Linked DNA regions of Macaca mulatta: region 2 is linked to region 1. The links are chromatin contacts, called in public Hi-C maps. All regions are on one chromosome and are shown on one strand. The core of a region is the stretch at or near the end of the contact, and the rest is flanking DNA. Distances in the headings are between cores, read along the strand shown.

Region 1 (7,000 bases), core at 1,999-4,498:
TGAGATAAAAGGAAGGCATCTATCTGTCTCCTGCTCATCCCTGGGCAATGGAATGTCTCGGTATAAAACCTGATCGTACGTTACATTCTATTTACTGAGATAGGAGAAAACTGCCTTATCGATGGAGGTTAGACATGCTGGCGGCAATACTGCTTTTTTTTTTTTTTTTGAGAGGGAGTCTTGCCTTGTCACCCAGGCTGGAGTGCAGTGGTGCAATCTCAGTTCACTGCAAGCTCCGCCTCCCGGGTTCCCTCCATTCTCCTGCCTCAGCCTCCCAAGTAGCTGGGACTACAGGTGCGCGCCATCACATCCAGCTAATTTTTTTGTATTTTAGTAGAGACGGGGTTTCACCATGTTAGCCAGGATGGTCTCCATCTCCTGACCTCGTGATCCGCCCGTCTGGGCCTCCCAAAGTGCTGAGATTACAGTGCTGGGATTACAGGCGTGAGCCACCGTGCCTGGCCGACAATACTGCTCTTTACTCCACTGAGATGTTTGTGTAAAGTCAAACATAAATCTGGCCTACATGCACATCGAGGCACAGCACCTTTCCTTAAACTTATTTATGACAGAGTCCTTTGCTCACATGTTTTCCTGCTGACCCTCTCCCCACCATTACCCTATAGTCCTGCCACATCCCCCTCACCGAGATGGTAGAGATAGTGATCAATAAATGCTGAGGGAACTCAGAGACCGGTGCCGGTGTGGGTCCTCCTTATGCTGAGTGTCGGTCCCCTAGGCCCACTTTTCTTCCTCTATACTTTGTCTCTCTGTCTTATTTTCTCAGTGTCTCGTCCCACCTGATGAGAAATACCCACAGGTGTGGAGGGGCTGGCCCCCTTCAGGATTACAGGCGTGAGCCGCTCTACCTAGCCTACTTTTTTTTAAATGCCCTATTTTCTAGTAGATTCTATGTCACTACACAAGAGGTTGCAAACTCACAATGAGGGCCACCTTTGGCCCACAGGCATATTTCGGTTTTTTGTTTGTTTGTTTTTGAGACTCGCTCTTGTCCCCCAGGCTGGAGTGCAGTGGGGTGATCTTGGCTCACTGCAACTTCCACCTCCCGGGTTCAACCGCTTCTCCTGCCTCACCCTCCTAAGTAGCTGGGATTACAATCGCCCGCCACCGCACCCACACCACGCCCGGCTTATTTTTGTATTTTTAGTAGAGAAGGGGTTTCACCATGTTGGCCATGCTGGTCTCTAACTCCTGACCTCAGGTGATCCGCCCACTTCGGCCTCCCAAAGTGCTAGGATTACAGACATGAGCCACCGCGCCCGGCCAAAAAAATTTAAACTCAACATTTTAAAGTGGGTAAATACACAATTCTGGACTTCTGGATTCTTTTGAAAACTATTTGATCACACAGAGACAATACTGTCACAAGGCAACAATCAGCTGGAGCTGTGAAAGGGCTGCCCAGTTCACCAGAGTCCCAACTCAGTTCATTTCACTTACCTACATTACTTAGCTGATTTCTGTATGTGAGTTGGAGACCCCTAACCCAAATCCCCTCTTTTCCACTTCCACTGCCGTTACACTTGCTAGTATTGAATCCTCTTGCCTAAACTACTATGGCAATCTAATTAATGACCTTGTCTCCATCTTATCCCCCAATGTCTTATCACTTTCCTACTTAAAAACTCTCCCTGGTTTTTTTTTTCTATCTATGATTCAAGTGATTTAGCTTTGCTCTCAAGGTCCTGCTTATGTGGCTTTCCCCAGGAAATACATTCCAGTTTTATATTCTAATACTCCCCTTTTGCCCATCTTTCATGAATTGTAGCCACACACTTCTTTCTTTTTCTTGCACCAAGCTTGTGCTCCAGTTGTTTCTTTAACTGGAATTCCCCTCCGGAGTCTTTCAACCCTTTCAGGCCCAGACACTCTATAAAGCATTTCCCAACTGCCATTCCCACTCACAACCTCCCCAGCCTTGTCTGTCTACTCTGGGCCATCTTGATTTTCCATAGTTTATCTGTCCCACTTTTTTTTTTTTTTTTGAGACAGGGTCTCACTCAGTCATCCAGGCTGGAGTGCAGTGCAGTGGCTTGATCACAACTCACTTACAGCCTCAAATTTCTGGGCTCAAGCAATCCTCCCACCTCAGCTTCCCAAGTAGCTGAGGCTACAGGCATGCACCACCGCTCCTGGCTAATTTTTTCTATTTTTCTGTAGAGATGGGTATCGGTTTCTCACTATGTTGCTTAGGCTGGTCTTGAACTCTTGGGTTCAAGAGATCCTCCCACCTTGGCCTCCCAAAATGCTGAGCCAGGCCGGGTGTGGTGGCCTACGCCTGTAATCCCAGCACTTTGGGAGGCTGAGGCAGGAGGTCACCAGGTCAGCAGTTCGAGACCAGCCTGGCCAACGTGATGAAACCCCATCTCTCCTAAAAATACAAAAATTAGCGTGGCTTGATGATTGCGGGAGCCTGTAATCCCAGCTACTCAGGAGGCTGAGGAAGGAGAATCGCTTGAACCTGGGAGGCAGAGGTTGCAGTGAACCGACATCCCGCCACTGCACTCTGGGCGACAGAGCAGAACTCTGTCTCGGAAAAAAAAAAATGTTTATAAAGTGTGCTTGTACACGTAGATGTTTACCACGAACGACTGAACTAATGCTGTCCGGTCTCAGTAAAACAGTCTATAGCTGACTGCAACCATAGTGATCGGGCAGGAGTTGCAGCAGGCAGCACCGCGGGAGCCCTTTAAGGTTCCCCATCAATAAAGGGGGCTGTCATCCTACCTAGCTCTTGGGATTTTGATGGATTAATCGATTAATACAGTGTGCTTAAGACGGTGCTCCACAAATGTTAGCTAATGCTGGCCCGTAGTAGTCCAAGATCTAAAGAAAACGCACCAGAAGGCAGGACATAGGGGACCAGTTAGAAAAAAATCAGATCCTGTCTTCAGTGGAGCACTTACGCCCTGACTTACTTTACCGAAATGGCTCCCCCAAAGGGGACCTCCTCCCGAGTTTAGCTCGGGATCCAGTACCTGAGTCATCCCCCGCGCTGAGACCCTGGACACCAGCCTCCGAATGTGAGCCCGGCAGCTGGCGGGGAATCGAAACGACGGCGGTCGAGGCTTCAGGAGGCTGTAGCTCCATGGAGGCGGATCCTGCACACAGGTTTCGGGTGTGTGGGGGGAAGGGGGAGCTCAGAACAGGGTTAGCGGGTAAGCAGTCGTGACCGTCAGTCCAGGATCCGCGTGAGGCAGTGATCTCACCGCTCCTGCCACATGCACTGGGTGAGAAAACTAAGCCGCAATGCGGTCGGTGAGGTTCCGTAGGACGCATGCGCGCCCTTTTCGCGCCGCAAGTTCAGGTAGCGCTTTGTCCACGCCCTCCTTCCCTGGAACTCTCTACCCACAACTCCCCGGGGTCGCATGCGGTCAACGTATGCGCGTGCGCTCGCCATAGCACCGCCCCCAAATCCCGTGGGCCTCTGCGGGATGGTATTTAATCGTCTCTCCGTGCCAATTTCGGTCTCATTGTTCTACTGCCGCTGGTAAGTGATTTCGTAAGATTTGTAGCTGTCAGTGTTTTGTGCTTTGTCCGTTTCTTTTATTTTGAACGATTGTGCGGACATCGCATAGCACGCGCTATGCCTTCTGTGTTGTAGCTGTCTAGCCAGGGTGACTGGCGGGTGAGGTCTTGTGGGTGGCCTCGAGACTTAAATTAAGTAGCAGCGGGGCTTTGTGAAGGACAAGATGGCGATGGCGGGCCGTGCGGGTCCCCTCCCTATGATGAGGACCTTTTCACAGACCTGTACTGAGCTCCGTGAGGATAAGTGACTCTGAGGAGATGGGCCCTGCAAGCCTCCTACTTAGCCGTCGGCTCAGAAGATAGCGTTTTCGAAATGCCCTGTGTTGACCTAATGTCTTCTTGGACTCTTGTCTGCAGGGTTTACGCGCACGTTGGAATCGAAGAGAGCTCTATGTTACAGTAAGTTCTTATGGCCATTTCTTAACCTCTGCTCTTTCGTTGAGTGTGTAGAAGTTGCTACGGGGATGATTTTACAAACTGAACTCTCTCTTTCTGATGGATTAGTGGAGAAAACAAAAATTCTGAGTAGCACTGTACTGTACGCAATAAATGTCAGGGACTTATTGATTTGTCTGAGGTGTTAGTGAAGGCTGTTATTTTTTCAGATGTTTAGCCCACAAAAGCTCACTGGTGAAGGAATGGGACAAGACCCATCTTTCTGCAAAGCCAGCGTTACAGTAATGTTCCAGGTAGGTGTACATGCTTTTATGCTCTTACAGAGGAGACCTTGCTAGATAACCACTCCGTGATGAACACAAAATGACAAGCATATGGCTGAACTTATAAGTGATGTCATCTTACTACTGAGAAGTGACAGCGAGGTCTTCGGGGGTCTTTGAATGACTATTTTTAGGTACATAAAATGCCTTCCTCTGTTGTCTACAGCATCTCATAATCTATCCTGAGGAATTCAGCTGCCTCCCAGGGTGAATACAGGTAATTATTCAAATTGGTGTATGTCATCTCTGTAAATGTTCACAAGAGAACAAGTGGCCGGCGGAAGCAATTTTGTTTTTTGGCGCCTTCCATCTTGTTCCTCTTGAGATAATTTTCTGGGAAGCGAGATCGCAACCCGGTACTACAGTTCTTGTAAAGGTGCGCTGTTATCCTCATCCATATATCGATCACTTTACTGTCAGATGATTTGAATTGATAAGCTGATGTTCTGTGAGGTACAAAAATTAATAGCATGTTAGAGTTCTGATGGCAGTTGTTGATTTTGAATAAGTTTCATTCCATCCTAATACCTTAAAATAACTAATTTGCTTTGCTTTCCAGGTATTCCTCATGACAATCTGCCTCTATCTTACAGTACGTTGCTTTTTTAATTCTATGGGCCTATTATCTAATTGATAACTTAGCCATCTTGATGTTTGTTACCAAAGCCTGCTTAAACCATAAAGTTTTCTGGTTCCTCTTGTTCTCTGTAGTGATGTTTCCAGACCTCCCCTTTTTTCTCTCAGATAGATGCCCACTGATCTGCCCAGGGTCAGACTAGTGCTTGTCAGTTGTAGGTTTCCACGGTTCAGCTCCAATGAGGAGGAAACATCCTGCCTCAGCCCTGTTCTAGCCTGGGAACCAGTAATTGTGAACCCACCAGGATTAACTGAAAAAGGGCATGAGAGCTTATTCCATAAGCTGTCTGAGGCATTTGGTTACCTTTTCTTAGCTTGTCCACTAGCAACCGTAACTAAAATAGTTTTGGCTGTTTGGGATAATTAGCTAATTGATTGATTTTTTTGATTCAGGAGCAGCTTGTTGCCATATACTATTGAAAAACCTTCAGAGCTGAGAGGTTAGTTGATTTTTTTTTTTTTTTTTTTGCTCCTTACCGCTTATGCCACCAAGTAGACAGTTTCTATGATGAATCAAACTAGCTCACTATGACTGACAGTGAAAATACATGAACACCTGAGAAATTGGAGAATGCAGGGAGTGGGGGGTAACCATGTCTGAGGAATCTTTCACCCACAGTTTTGTTTTTCTCTAGGTGTTATTAACCAATAACCTCTTTGGCTCTAAGGTGAGTAATTTCACTGTATTCAATGCATCCAGCATATAGAGTAGAAAAAACTGCCTTTTTAGGCCTGTATATATGATGACTTACATGGAATCTCGTTCGGCTGATGACTTGCTGTTGAGACTCTGAAATCTGATTTTCTAAGAATGATGCGTGGGAACAACTTAATGCAGGATAGGAGAAGCACTACTGACTTGGTCTTCCTCCTTTCAGGGCCAGCACCTTCTCTCTAGCACTCGAGGAGTTTGAGGTAAGTGGCTTTGCAATAGCTGCCATCAATGGCTGCTATATACAATTTTCTGTGATTTTTGTGTGTGATAGCACTGTGGTCTGGGTGGATGTGTACAGATAGAACTGGCTTAACCCAAATCTTTGATCTCCTGGACCACCAAGTGATGATCACCTGCTCACCAGTGATGAGTTGAATACCGCCCCAGTCTGATCAATGTGACTGAAAGGTATTTTCTGAGCTGTGAGCCTGCCTTCCAGTGACAACTTCTAAAAATTACAAGTTATTTGAGGAGGCATTACAGCCAATAGGAAGTTCTTGGGCTAAGTAGTGTTTCCTCTAAAATGTGCCCTGAAACTTCTGTCTGCCAAGCAACAGATATAGTTGAGAGATTGTAAAATGTACTGTAGAATGAAAGTCTCTCAAGACTACATGATTTTTTCTTGATTTTGCAGGAAAACTAGGTGTTACTGTTGACTCCAGACTGCAGTTACAGGTGAGTAAACCGAAATGTAAGGTGGACTGTGCTAAAAATTCCCAATGAAGAAACTTTCACACGTCTTACTCTCTGTCCTAGTCCCAGAGCCTGTAAAGGTGAACCCACTGGGACTGGCTGGGGGAAAAGAGGAAGATTTGTTCCAGAAGGAACTGTCTGAGGGATGACAAATATTTCTATACAAAGAAAGGGAGTAATCAGCACTTGTTGAAAACATTGATTTTAATTTTTCCAGGTCTGAGTAAAGAACAAGGTGCATAAGAAATGGTAGGTATCTGTTTAAATATTTAACTGGTTTTATAATAGCAACCTTTTACTCTTAGGTTACATAGTGTTAACTATTGTGTACATTCATATTTTCCAATCCAATAAGAACTTTTGTTTTTCCTCTGCAGGAATCTGTCTTGGAGGACATCAGAAGGTGAATTTTCCAAGTCCTTGGATAACCTAGCTGTTGAAGTTACCACAGCATAATTTTAGTCGTCTTAATGGCGTGGCTGCTTTTTTTTTTTCAAAGCTTTACTGTGAATCATGCCTTTGGGTGGGTCTACCTGGGCACAAGGAAGTGACCCCTTGAGAGTTTGCTATTTTTAACTGGGTTTTACCCAGCTTGCTTAGGCAGTCTGTCTAATGCTGCATTTCCTACTCCAAGGCAGCATTCAAGGAGCCTAATTTATCAGCACACTTTAGGGACTTTTTCCCTAGA
Region 2 (7,000 bases), core at 2,379-4,878, 270 kb after region 1:
GCTCTGCCCAGAGACGATTGTTTCTCTGGATGTTTAATAACAGGAGGCATAGTAGGCCACAGGTAATTTTTTAAAGATTAGACTTGGCTTCTGGCCTCAGAGGAGACCTGAATGGTGAAGCCCTTCAGAAGCTTTCATCTTTGTTCTGCAGGCTCCATTCGACTTCCTAAGGCCGCCAAGACTCCATTGAAGATTCACCCTCTGGTGCGGCTGCCCCTGGCAACTATCGTCAAAGATCTGGGTATGGGATGAGGACCAGTGAGGGTGGCATCAGGCTCCCAGTCCGTTCCCTGTCCAACATCTTCTCTCCCCTTGTTTTCTTCTTCCCCATAGTGTCCTCAGAGATTTAGTCTAACAAACTGTACTTTTGTTGTTTAATAATTTTTTTTGTAAACTATTCAGTATTACTGTACTGATTTGATAAGGTTATACTGATATTTGAAATACTAGTGATAGCTTGCCAGAACCTTACCCCATTGCTACTTTTGGGGATGCCCAGGTAAACTGCTGGTCCAGGGGAAGAGATGGAAGTAACAAAGGGGAACTGTGTAGGGAAGAAAAGGTGTGAAAGTTTTCTATTACTTTTTTTCCAGTGGCCCAGGCACCCCTGAAACCAAAAACACCTCGGGGTACCAAGACACCGATCAACAGAAACCAGCTGTCCCAGAACCGGGGACTGGGGGGCATTATGGTGAAACGGGCCTATGAGACTGTGAGTTGACAGAAAGGGGTGGGCCAAGCTGAGTTGGGTGGGCTTTTGTTTCTCATAGGAGTCTGAGAGGGTCCCTTCCCTCATTGTGCCATCCTGCCTCTTTTCCAGATGGCAGGGGCAGGGGTTCCTTTCTCTGCCAATGGAAGGCCTCTGGCTTCAGGGATTCGTTCAAGCTCACAGCCAGCCGCCAAGCGTCAGAAACTAAACCCTGCTGATGCCCCCAATCCTGTGGTGTTTGTGGCCACAAAGGATACCAGGTAGGGAGTCTACCATGGGAGGGGCTGAGAGGGACAGTCCAGGCTGTGAGTGTGGGGAGTAGGAGTTTCAGAGCAAGAGCTCTAGGAAGGTTGTGGATGCAGGGTGGGGATGCCAGAAAAGAATGGGCCAGAAGGCAGAATTGCAGTGTGGAATGTGGGGCTTCACCTGGAGGGCTTAGTGTTCTCTAAGCCTTTTCTGTTTCTCACTTGCTCTTTCTGGCCAGGGCCCTGCGGAAGGCTCTGACCCATCTGGAAATGCGGCGAGCTGCTCGCCGACCCAACTTGCCCCTGAAGGTGAAGCCAACGCTGATGGCAGTGCGGCCCCCTGTCCCTCTACCTGCACCCTCACATCCTGCCAGCACTAATGAGCCTATTGTCCTGGAGGATTGAGCACCTGTGGGGGAGGGAGGTGGGCTGAGAGGTAGAGGGTGGATGCCCAGGGCACCCAAACCTCCCTTCCCTTTCGTGTCAAAGGGAGTGAGGAGTAAGGAAGAGAGCAAGTGAGTGTGCGTCCCTGGAGGGGTTGGGCGCCCTCTGGTGTTACAACCTCGAGACTTGTCTCATGCCTCCATGCTTGCTGATGGAGGACAGACTGCAGGAACTTGGCCCATGTGGGAACCTAGCCTGTTTTGGGGGGTAGGACCCACAGATGTCTTGGACAGTTTTGGGGGGAGGGTTTTTTAATTTTTTAAAAATTTTGCCTCCCTTTGTGAAAGGGGATGGGGAGGGGAAGAGTAAACAGATAACAGGTGGTGGTACCTGGTTGGGGGAGGGGGGCGTGCACTGCCATGTCTTTTTTTTTTTTTTCCTAATTGGGGGTTTCTCTTTCTGTCCGGTGTCCGGACTATCCTAATTGGAGTTTGAGGCCCCTAAGCTGGCATCAACCCCAGGCCATGCTCGCTCTTTCCTTCCCTCCCCTCCCCCTCCGCCTTTTGTACGCCAGTTCTCAGAAATAAAGATCTTTTGTCCGTTTTTTTAACCTCGGATTCTGTAATTGGTTCTTATAGTAACAAATAAAAAGCTGTTTTCTTCAGCTTCTCCTGGCTCAGCTGTTCTTTGCCATGGGTGTGTGTTGTGTGTGTGTTGGGGGTGTCTTTGACAGGGAAAATAAAGGACAAAGGACAACAAAGGAGGTACAGATGGTTCTTGCCTTGGGAACAGCTTTATGAGATATGCAGCCTGGACCGAGGCGGCTTGCTCCAGCTAGCCTTCTTGTGGGATCCAAACTGCTCCCCAGCTCCCAGTGGTGATGGAGCCCAAGCACCATCTTGGCCCAGATTCCTTCACAGGAGTTGAGATGAGCTTTCTGGATGACTGGTGGCCTCCATAGGAAAGGAGAATGGGGGTGTTTCTTCCTCTGTTTCCCACCTCTTACTCCCCTCTCCCTTTCACTTAAGGAATTCTGGAAGTTGCTGGCAGCCAGGGTAACATGTATACCACCTTGGTGGTGGTGATGGGGTTATAGGAGGATCTCCTCACCTAGCTGTGTGGTGTATTTGGCAGATGAGAATTCTACCATTGAACCACTCGAGCACCTCTGGGTGTATGTGTACAGCCTGCTGCTTCAGGATCCTCAAGGCCAGTCTCAGCAACTGCCTTGATACCCTGATCCACTGTAGCACCGTTTCCTGCCTGAAAGGTTTGGGACACTGAGATTAGATGCCTGAGCAGGGCCCATTAGAAGGAACACCTTAGGAGAGACAACAAGAAGTTCAGCCTACTATATGCTCCTTGGGCACTTCCTTTAGAGATGGGGAACAGCCTCGGCAGTTGTGACTCGCTCAAGGTCAAAGACCATGGTGTCTGCCTTCGGTCCACTGCTCTTTGCGCCATTCAAAGCTGTGGGCTGAGCCCATCTGAAAGTCCTCTCCACCTCCTTATGATCCCTGTCCCTAGGGCATCCCCAGCTCCTCTAGTCCCTCCCTGTACTGAGCCTACACCTCGGCGGTGTTGGGAGGAACTGACAATTATACCAGATGGGCTTTGACAGCATTCGCCCCCTCCAGTGTCTTCACTCAGTTACCGGTACTCGGTTTTGTCTTGTCGCACTGCTCTGGGGTACGCCAGTGGCTCTGGCTCCTCGGGAGTACACCACGCAGCCCACTACTGCGGAAGGAATGGGCCTGGCTCCAGGGACCTTGTGGAGTCCGGAAGGTGCCCGGTGGTGGCAGAGCTCCCCAACCAGGGCTAGAAGCAGTCGCAGAACACCCGTTTTGCGAGAGGACAGGGGGTGGAGGGAGGGAGTAACAGCCCTGAAAAGGTTGGAAGTCCAGGAACAGCCCTGGGCTCCGTGGGGCAAAGGATTGGAAGCCGCCGATCCTCTGCCTTTATTCGTCGGGTAAATAAGGGTCGAGGGTACAGACACAAGGGTATCTACTGCGGGGTGAAGGAGCTGCAGCTAGACGCTACCCGGCGCCGGCCTTTGTGGCTGCTGTCATAAATATTCACGACGCTTTGGGCCAATCAACGCCTGAACAGCTTAAAGCACACCAATCGGCTTGCCGCATGCAGATAAGCATCGTAACGCGCGGCTTTTCCTAAAACGGGCGGGGACTCGACAGCGGCTAGGAACGGAACCCGGAGTCGAAGGAGCTTGGTTTCCGGAGGAGTGTGTCCGCTCAATTGGACGACTTATGTCACTTCCTATCGGACCGGCGGAAGTAGCTTCCGAGCGCGTTGAGCTTCAGAGAAGTGGGTTCCGGTCGTGGCAGAGGTGCTTGTGTTTTTGTCGGTACAGGAGAGTCGCTATGGCGGCGGTGGATTCGGATGTCGAATCGCTGCCACGTGGGGGTTTCCGCTGCTGCCTCTGCCACGTTACTACAGCCAACCGTAAGCGGTGGCTAGTGAGGGACCCGGGTGGTTGCGGGCTTTCGTCTTTTGATCCTGGCGAAAGTTAGGGTTATAGGTAATCGTTCCTGTCAGGTCGGTTGGTAGGGTCTCTCACCTGCGTTTTTACTCCGCAAGTCCGAGGGGATTTGGAGAGTCGGGAAAGTCCCACCACATTACACTCCTTCTCAGTATACGAAATCTCCACAACGCGTTTCATTGTTTTATTCCTTCTTTAACCATCATCTATTGGACATATGCTCTGTGCCTGGTATTCTGCTGATCTTTAGGGTGGGGGAAGGGGGTTCAGAGATGAAGGAGCTCACCGTTTAGAGATGGAGAAAGTTTCAATGCTTTATAGATATGTTTGGAGAACTGTGGGACCACAGAGAATCAATAACTAAATCAGAGAAGCCCTACAGAGGACCTACTCAAAGGCGGGGACGGATGAAATAGATGGCATGAATGACTAGACCATAAGATACCAGTGAGGAAGGGACAGAAGATGGGTTTGGAAAAATGGACAAGGTTCTTGTATGACAGAGAAGGGGTTCACTGTAACTTCAAATTCCACTTTTTTTTTTTTTTTGAGACAAGGTCTCGCTCTGTCACCCAGGCTGCGGTGCAGTGGTGTGATCTCGGCTCACTGCAGCCTCAACCTCAGCTGCAGAGTGATACCCCCAGCTAGTCTCCCAAGTAGTTGGGTCTACAAGCGTGTACCACCATACTTGGCTAATTTTTTTTTTTTTTTTGAGACGGAGTCTCGCTCTGTCGCCCAGGCTGGGAGTGCAGTGGCGCCATCTCGGTTCACTGCAAGCTCCACCTCCCAGGTTCACGCCATTCTCCTGCCTCAGCCTCCCGAGTAGCTGGGACTACAGGTGCCCACCACCATGCCCGGCTATTTTTTTTATTTTTAGTAGAGACGGGGTTTCACCGTGTTAGCCAGGATGGTCTTGGTCTCCTGATCCCGTGATCCGCCCACCTCCGCCTCTCAACGTGTTGGGATTATAGGCGTGAGCCACCACGCCCGGCCTTGTCTAATTTTTTAATTTTTTGTAGAGATGGGGTTTCACCGTGTTGCCTAGGCTGGTCTCCAACTCCTGGCCTCAAGCGATCTTCCCATCTTGGCCTCCCAAAGTGCTGGGATTACAGGTGTGAGCCAATGTGCCCGGCCCTACTTTTGAAGTCTGGAATCACAATCTTCCCTAAACAGGGTCTACTTCCATTCTTCCTTTTCTCTGTGAATGGCACTATCACTGTTCATCCAGTAAGCCAAGCCAGAAACGTAGGAGTCTTCCTTGGCCCCACATTTACTTTAGTGACATCAAGCAGCTAACTCATAATAAAATAATAGCAATGGCTAGTTTTTCTTTTTTTTTTTTTTTTTTTTTTTTTGAGACGGAGTCTCGCTCTGTCGCCCCGGCTGGAGTGCAGTGGCCGGATCTCAGCTCACTGCAAGCTCCGCCTCCGGGGTTTACGCCATTCTCCTGCCTCAGCCTCCCAAGTAACTGGGATTACAGGCGCCCGCCATCTCGCCCGGCTATTTTTTTGTATTTTTTAGTAGAGACGGGGTTTCACCGTGTTCGCCAGGATGGTCTCGATCTCCTGACCTCGTGATCCACCCGTCTCGGCCTCCCAAAGTGCTGGGATTACAGGCTTGAGCCACCGCGCCCGGCATGCAATGGCTAGTTTTTCAACATTTACCATGTACCAGACTCTCTGCCAAGTGATACATGTGAATAATACCTGTGTGTGAGGTGCTAGATACTGTTATTTCCATTTTATATCTGAGGAAGTTGAAGCATAGTGAGGTTTCATGACTTGACCAAGGTCTCACACAGCTTGACAGAGCTGGGATTTGAACTTGGGCAATGTGATTTCAGATCCTGCCCTTGACATCACTGTATCATACCATGTCCAGAGATGATCCACGAAGTATTCTAGGATCTGAATTTTTTTAGTTCTTCTGTAGATGACCTGGATAAGTTACCTGTTAATTTCTTTCCAGCTCTACCTAGCACAAATAGGTGGTTTAAGAAGGACTTTACTATCACACAGTTCTTTAAGTAAAAATAAACGAAATACTTATAGTGTAGCCAGTTCTCCTGGGAACCTGTCTCTACTAAAAATACAAAAATTAGCTAGGCGTGGTGACACACACCTGTAGTCCCAGCTACTCAGGAGGCTGAGGCAGGAGAATTTGTAGAACCTGGGCGGCAGAAATTGCAGTGAGTGGAGACTGTGCCACTGAACTCCAGCGGGGGTGACAGTGAGACTTTTAAAAAAAATTTTTTAAAAAAGAATGTACTATTTAGACAAATGTATAAGAGAGGAAGGTGAAAGGAGCCAAGACTTTGTTTAGTCAAAGGTCACAGTTTCTGTGGCTTGGAAGGATCAGTAAGATTTAGGTATGCAGAGAGCAAAGGCAGACACGCTGAAGAGTGCTTTGGATGTTTTTATCTCACACTTGTCTTTGCAGGACCCAGCCTTGATGCCCACTTGGGAGGCAGAAAGCACCGGCACCTGGTGGAACTACGAGCTGCGAGAAAGGCCCAGGGACTTCGAAGTGTATTTGTCAGTGGCTTTCCCAGGGATGTGGATTCTGCTCAGCTCTCTGAGTATTTCCAAGCATTTGGACCTGTGGCCAGTGTTGTCATGGACAAGGACAAGGTAAAGTGAATGGCTCTCGGGGTAAAGAATGAATCAGGACTGGGTGCGATGGCTCACGCCTGTAATCCCAACACTTTGGGAGGCTGAGGCAGGCGGATCCATCCTGAGGTCAGGAGTTGGACAACATGGTGAAACCCCCCCATCTCTACTAAAAATAAAAAATTAGCTGGGTGTGGTGACGCATGCCTGTAGTCCCAGCTACTTGGGTGGCTAAGGCAGGAGAATTGCTTGAACCTGGGAGGCAGAGGTTGCAGTAAGCTGAGATCGTGCCACTGCACTCCAGTCTGGATGACAGAGCAAGACTCCATCTTAAAAAAAGAAAAAAAAAAAAAAAAGAATGAATCAGATGTGCTGTGTACCAAAGAGACAAGAGAGAGAAACCAACAGCCTCTTTGAGCTGGTTCCTAATGTGGCTTGTTCTTGATGGACATCACAGTATTTGGGCTTGGCCAACTTTGGGAGCTTCTCACACCTCCCCCGCCCTTTGAATTTTTTTTTTTTTTTTTTTTTTTTGAGACGGAGTCTCGCTCTGTTG

What was found. A called contact is a pair of places that touch in the nucleus more often than the background predicts.
Region 2: a Hi-C map of fetal cortical plate shows a contact between it and region 1, with 2.7 times the contacts expected there. The contact joins the promoter of TUT1 here to the promoter of SLC3A2 in region 1. A contact is called at or near these places in 4 of 14 Hi-C or Micro-C datasets (CD4 T cells, cortical neurons, fetal cortex germinal zone and 1 more).

Annotation. Positions count from the first base shown.
Region 1 is chr14:11,199,809-11,206,808 of T2T-MMU8v2.0, forward strand. SLC3A2 (solute carrier family 3 member 2) reads right to left here and starts at 3,249. Exons shown (of 12, transcript XM_077962507.1): 1 at 3,000-3,249. The coding sequence starts at 3,111. It overlaps LOC718486 (a long non-coding RNA gene), which reads left to right and starts at 2,623. Exons shown (of 10, transcript XR_013403642.1): 1 at 2,623-3,511; 2 at 3,907-3,948; 3 at 4,155-4,238; 4 at 4,435-4,485; 5 at 4,828-4,860; 6 at 5,298-5,344; 7 at 5,540-5,572; 8 at 5,783-5,819; 9 at 6,254-6,315; 10 at 6,690-7,000. It overlaps LOC114672513 (small nucleolar RNA SNORD26), which reads left to right and starts at 4,006; the gene lies at 4,006-4,079. LOC114672512 (small nucleolar RNA SNORD27) reads left to right here and starts at 4,290; the gene lies at 4,290-4,361. It also overlaps LOC114672511, LOC114672519, LOC114672510, LOC114672514, LOC114672515 and LOC114672518, and 1 more gene.
Region 2 is chr14:11,472,489-11,479,488 of T2T-MMU8v2.0, forward strand. TUT1 (terminal uridylyl transferase 1, U6 snRNA-specific) reads left to right here and starts at 3,629. Exons shown (of 9, transcript XM_077962486.1): 1 at 3,629-3,798; 2 at 6,275-6,465. The coding sequence starts at 3,717. It overlaps MTA2 (metastasis associated 1 family member 2), which reads left to right. Exons shown (of 18, transcript NM_001266061.1): 15 at 152-241; 16 at 594-712; 17 at 821-969; 18 at 1,194-2,002. The coding sequence ends at 1,359.